Regions from separate parts of the Cricetulus griseus genome. Here region 1 is linked to region 2. A link is a contact called in public Hi-C data. All regions are on one chromosome and are shown on one strand. The core of a region is the stretch at or near the end of the contact, and the rest is flanking DNA. Distances in the headings are between cores, read along the strand shown. Region 1 holds the start of Sf3b5 (splicing factor 3B subunit 5). Region 2 overlaps Phactr2 (phosphatase and actin regulator 2).

Region 1 (2,766 bases), core at 112-2,611, 410 kb after region 2:
GATTTCTCTGTGTAGCCCTGGCAGTCCTGAAACTCCACCTGCAGACTGGCCTCAAACTCAAGATCCCCTGCCTCTGCCTACAGAGTACTGGAGTGCTAGGATTAAAGGCGTGTACCACAACGCTCAGTGAATGGCTCTTACCGGTTTTTTCATGTGATCTTGAACTCAAGAAATCCTTCAGCCTCTGCCTCCTGGGTGCTGGGATTAGAGGTGTGTGCCACTCCCAGCGACTCATTGCTTTTTTGGTGTTCCTTCAGTAACTTAAAACACACCAACGAATGCCCTATTAGATGGTAAGCAACTTCCCATGCTCTGCACGGTTTTTCTCTGGATTCCGTAAAATCTTTTCTCAAATGTCATCATCGCAATATCTTAGCATTACAAGCATAGTATTTAAAATTGCGAATTCTTCAAGCTTCCTCAATCTCCCTGCATCATCTAGCCCTGGTCTATTTTAGCCTTTCTCCAAATTGGCATAATGTATGCCCCCAAACCTTTGGAAAACGCTCTGGTGAACACTGAATGAAAAAAAAAAATCCGTTCTTCATTTCTGAAGACACACAGACTAACTCTCAAGAAAAACAGATGCAACGTGCAACATCTTGAGACCTTGGTCCACAGCACCCTCCCCAGACCCCACCCAAGGAACACAGCAATCCACACCAAAAGATAGGACAAATCCTAAACTTTATAAACATGGCAAGAAGGACAACCAACTACTGAAAGGCAGACTCATTAGAAACGCGTCATCACTCCCGTGGCGTCTTCTCCCTCGCTTGCCGGGTCTAGGGTCGCTCCTCCCGCACAGTTCCCGGGGGTCCCGACAGTCTCTCGGTGACTTGTTCGGAATCGTCCACAGGTAAGCAGGCCAGGCGTGACAGACGATGAAGAAGCCCGAGCAAGGAGGACCGGCCCACCGCTGGCCGGCGGGGGAGCCTGGGAAGCGCTCGCCTCAGTTCTCCTCGGGCTTGTCCGCCGGCGGCCCGCTGGGCTGCAGCATCTTCTCCATCAGGTTGAAGCGCACGCGGGCCTTGCTCTCGTTCTCGGCGATGGCGAAGTAGTTGAGGAGGTCGAAGTGACCCATGTAGGAGCAGTAGGAGTCCCGGTGCTGGTTCACAAGCCATTCCCACTTGGTGGTGTCGGCGTGGCCCGTACCGATGTACTTGGACTGCAGATGCTCCAGCTGGCTGTGGATGGTGTACCGGTCCGTCATCTCGCCGCTCCGCTCTAGGCTTCCAGATCAGGCCGCAGACCCGACGCTACCCGCTCCGCGTTCAAACCTGAGAGACGCCGCCGCCGCCGCTGCCGGCCCGACACGGAACTTCTATCTGTGTAGGCGCGGGAGAAAGACGCCACTGTGGCGCCTGCGCAGACGCTCTTCTCCCAGGCGGAAGCGGAAGTGAATCCTGCCGCGGCATTGGAGTTGCCTAAGAAACATTGGGCCGTCCCCTCAGCGAGCCCGCCTACTTGGAGAGCGTTGCATGATGGTCTGCTGAGTGGCTCTTGGGTGATCACGTTCTAACTCCGGCGTTGCATTCTGGGATTTGTAGTCCAAAGAATTTGGCGTGTTTTTTTCTTTTGGTTTGGTTTTTTGTTTTCTTTTTCTTTCTCTCTCTCTCTCTCTTTCTTTCTTTCTTTCTTTCTTTCTTTCTTTCTTTCTTTCTTTCTTTCTTTCTTTCTTTCTTTCTTTCTTTCTTTCTTTCTTTCTTTCTTTCTTTCTTTCTCCTCCCTCCCTCCCTCCTTTCCTTCCTTCCTTCCTTCCTTTTTTTTCTTCTTTTTTTTTTTTGCCTGACTAATGTAGGATGGTGTCCAACGATTACGACTACAAGTGACCAGGAAAACTATCTCTTGTACCTAGAAGCTCACACGGACCGCCCTTGGTCCCAGCTTTGTCCCTTAGGATCTGGGTAGTGGGAAAAGTTCTTTGGGTCCTAAATGCTTGGTGATGAGTGTCAACACCAGGTGTCTTCCACATCAAAATCCAGGCTCCAACTCCTCACACCACCCAGGGGCCCGAGCCCTCCAACCAAACAACCTCCTAACTTTAAGGCTGCTTACAATCATTTTCTGGAAGTCAGTTGTGTCTCAAGACAAGTACTCTCTCCTTCTGTTTTTCTGCCTGGTTACACCTTATGTTCAACTTAGAGGTTATGTATCTCCTCACAAAGGTATAAACTACTTGAGAAAAAGATACTGTACTTCTTTTCTGATATCCTTTGAGGATATTATATAGCTTGATGGAGATCGTATTCTTTAAAAGAAAAATCTGATGAATGGACAAAGAGCAATCTCAGTCAAAGAGACTGATAATAGGGGAGGGCCCAACCTATTACAGTGGGGACACCCCTGGGCTGGTAGTCCTGAATTGAATAAGAAAACAGACTGAGAAAGCCACGAAGAGTAAGCCATTAAGCAGCACCCCTCCATGGCCTCTGCATTGGCTCCTGCCTTCAGGTTCCTGCCCTGCCTACCTTAGATGATGAACTGTGATACGGAAGAGTAAATGAAATAAATCTTTCATCCCTGAGTTGCTTTTAATTATAGTGTTCTGTCACAGCAAGAGAAACTTCAACTAAGACAAGTAGAATCTGCATGAAAATTCTGTTAGTAAGAAATAAATCAAAAATTAGTGCAATTCCAGTGCCATTAAGAATGCCTCAGGCAGTGGTGGCACACACCTTTAATCCCAGCGCTCAGGAGGCCCAGGCAGGTGGATCTCTATGAGATTGAGGTCTGAAGAGGTCTACAAAGTGAGTTCCAGAACAG
Region 2 (3,073 bases), core at 333-2,832:
TCACATAGGGATCCTGTAGGTTGGAGAATGAGGAAAGAGGCATTGGATGAGCCTGATGAGAACTCATAAGGAGTTCAGAAATTCAGTGAGCTTTCCAGTATGTGCCGTTTAGCAGCAAAGTAAGTCATGGGAACATGATCAGGAAAAGGGGCTTTTCCCACAGGTGGTGGGCTGGAGGGAAAGCCCTTCTCATCGAAAACCAGACCTAGGTGTGTCTATTAATTTTCTGTTGCCATGTGACAAATATCCCCCAAATGGAACTGCTTAAAAACCACTTATGGTCTCTGTGGGTCAAGAGTCCAGGAACATTGTAGGTGGGTTCTCAGGCTCAGCATCGCTCCCAGATTGCAATCAAGGTCTCTGCCAGGACCTCAGTCACTGCTGGCTGGACAGGGAGGCCCTGCTTCCAAGCTCACTAACGTAGTTGTTGGCTGGCTTCTGTCCTCTGTGAGTTGTTGGCCTGAGAACCACAGCTCCTCACCAGCAGCTGTTTGGCCACCCTGCTTCTTGCTACGTGGGCCTCTCCATGGGGCAACGCACAGCGTGGCAGCCAGCTTCTCTAAGGGACAGAAAGAAAGGCAAGCAAGGGCAGGCAAGATGGAAGCCATGATCAGCTGGCAGGCAGCCTTCTCTCCATGGTGGTACTTGATCATTCTGCATGGGTTTGTGTGTGCACATGTGTGCACATACAGTTGTATATGTGTGCGGAGGGTGGAGGTTGATGACAAGTGTCTTTCTTAATCACTTACCTACCTTATGTTGAGACTGAATCTCACTAAACTTGGAGCTCACTGATTTGCCTAGACTAGCTGACCAGCAAGGCCCAAAGATCTTCCTGCTCCTGCCACCCCACCACTAGGATTGTCTGCATGCATCACCATTCCGGGTTTTCACATGGGTGCTGGGGGATCCACTTCACATCCTCCTTTGTGTGTGGTAGGTGCTTTACCTACTGAGCCACCTCGCCAGGCCTACATAATTACTTTTGCTGTACTCTGTTCATGACCAGGGAGTCTTAGTCTGCATCCTGGTCAGAGAAATGGGGATTCTTATGCACCATCTTGAAAGGCAGCCTCGAGAGGCTGGGTTTGGTTGACATGTGCTAAGAGAAAGCCAAAAGATGGCCTCCTCTGGTGCTGATGTCTTCTGTGAGATGGGAAGTTGTTTCTCCTGGCATGGACTGTGAAGACAGGCCCAGGTGTTTCGTGGAATGAAAGAGGAATGACTTGCAGATTTTTAAAAGAGACTCAGAGTCACCCAAGTTACAGACATCTTCTTGGACAGATGAAACTGAAGGACAACAGGACAGGGGAGTAGCCATGGAGAGTGAGGCAGGGGCCCTGCATGGCAACTGGGTGGGAGGAAAGGGAGCACAGAGGTCTTGGTGCGTGGGATGGAGAACTGTGAGTCCGGAACTGGCAGAGAGGATGAATCAGACAATTACAAACACAAAAGCTCATGATGCAGGAGTGATATGATGCATTCAAGGCATTCAGGTGGCTCTGTCCCTGCAGAAGGGGCCCCACAGTGTGGGGGCTCAAAGGGCTTGGAGATGTACATCACCAAGGATGAGTCACCCACATAAACACGGAGGTGACTCAGAATGAAGAGGGGATCGATGCGATGCTGACAATCCTGAGGAGGGAGGGAGAGTGTGACAAGGGCTCTAGAAGCCAGGGGGAGCTACTTCCGGAGATATTGTAGAAAAGATATTCTGCAAAAACCTTCTATTATAGAAGTCGTACAAATAACAGGGTTGGAAATGTCTACCTCCTTTTAAATGGTTTATGGAAGCTTCAAAAAATGTGAAAGATTCTTCAGGGAAATGGATATGAAGGTGAATAGCAGACAATGAAGCCACGGCCCAAACCTGAGTGTCTCTCAATATCTTCAGGTCTGGGTGAAGTTCTCTGCCTCGGAGATGAATCCATCTGTCTTGGTTTATGTGTTGGGATGGCAAGTGGAAGCACCCTGAGCCTTAGTCTTTGTAAAGTCTACCTCGTTGTGTCACATAATTCCCAGACAGAAGTCTGGGTTCTCAATAAAAGGCAAATTAGAAACAAGACAAAACCTGACATTAAAAGAAATAGGACACATGATAGTTTTCTGCTAGTTTGTGAATAGAAAATCACATTCCATAAGAATTTATAATTTTAGATCACCTTTAAGCAGACCTGAGACTAGTGTGTGTGTGTGTGTGTGTGTGTGTGTGTGTGTGTGTAAGTGCATGTGCACATGTGTTTGTAGTATCTGCAGGCACATGTGCCCACATGTGCATCTGTGGAAGTCAGAGGTCAATATGGGGTCTCTTTTACTGCTCTGCACTTTATTTTTTTGAAGTAGGGTGTCTCACTTGAACCTGGTTGGACTGGCTGGTCAGTGAGCTCCTGGGATCTGCTTGTTTCTGCTGCTTCCTGCTGGATTCGAAGCTGATAACAAACCTGACTGTGTGCTGGTGCTGAGGACACTGTCTCTGGTCTTCCCTGCCTGTTCAGCACCTACTTTACACACTGAGCCACGGCCCCACTGCAGGAGGCTAGAGTTTATATCCCCTGTCTATATCTGTAAAGGCAAAGTCAGCTAACAACTTAAAACTTGTTCTAATGGTATATGTTTGAGGAGAGAGATACGGTTCACCAATTAAACTTCATGCAATGCTCACATGCTTTACATGAGACCTCATTAATATGTACAATTTTTATGTTTTGAAAATCAGTTTAAAATATGCTTTTAAAAAGGTAGAACATTGTAGGATACCTAGAAAGTCTAAAGCAGACTCTTTCTGGAAATGCAATCTCAGCTTTAGCTCATGCTTTTCCCACATAGTGCTCATCTGAGCATGAGCTCATAAATAAAAATTACAAGCCACAGGAGAAAGTTAAAAAAAAACCTAACAGAAATAGAAATTCAATTGCCAGGCTCGGATAACCAATATCAAGAGGAAAAATGGATAGCTTGATTCACTGACTGATACCTAGACAAGAGTTTGAGTTATATATATCCAAATCTCTATATGGATAGAAACAAATTTATTAAATAAAAGTAAAATAGCCATATATCCATCTATCTATAT

Evidence for each region. A called contact is a pair of places that touch in the nucleus more often than the background predicts.
Region 1: a Hi-C map of the CHO-K1 cell line shows a contact between it and region 2, with 6 times the contacts expected there. The contact joins the promoter of Sf3b5 here to the enhancer-like site in region 2. A contact is called at or near these places in 4 of 8 Hi-C or Micro-C datasets (the CHK-Q cell line, the CHO-K1 cell line and fibroblasts).

The regions. Positions count from the first base shown.
Region 1 is chr2:275,868,244-275,871,009 of CriGri-PICRH-1.0, forward strand. It overlaps Sf3b5 (splicing factor 3B subunit 5), which reads right to left and starts at 1,362. Exons shown (of 1, transcript XM_027402005.2): 1 at 669-1,362. The coding sequence starts at 1,213. The coding sequence ends at 953.
Region 2 is chr2:275,454,734-275,457,806 of CriGri-PICRH-1.0, forward strand. The region is part of intron 1 of Phactr2 (phosphatase and actin regulator 2); the gene reads left to right. Among named protein-coding and RNA genes, the nearest start is that of Phactr2, 45 kb to the left of the region's middle. Within about 2 kb of position 1,583, at least 1 of the 6 cell types and tissues checked has open chromatin away from gene starts, as enhancers often do. A contact at or near this core is called in the CHO-K1 cell line, where this site is marked.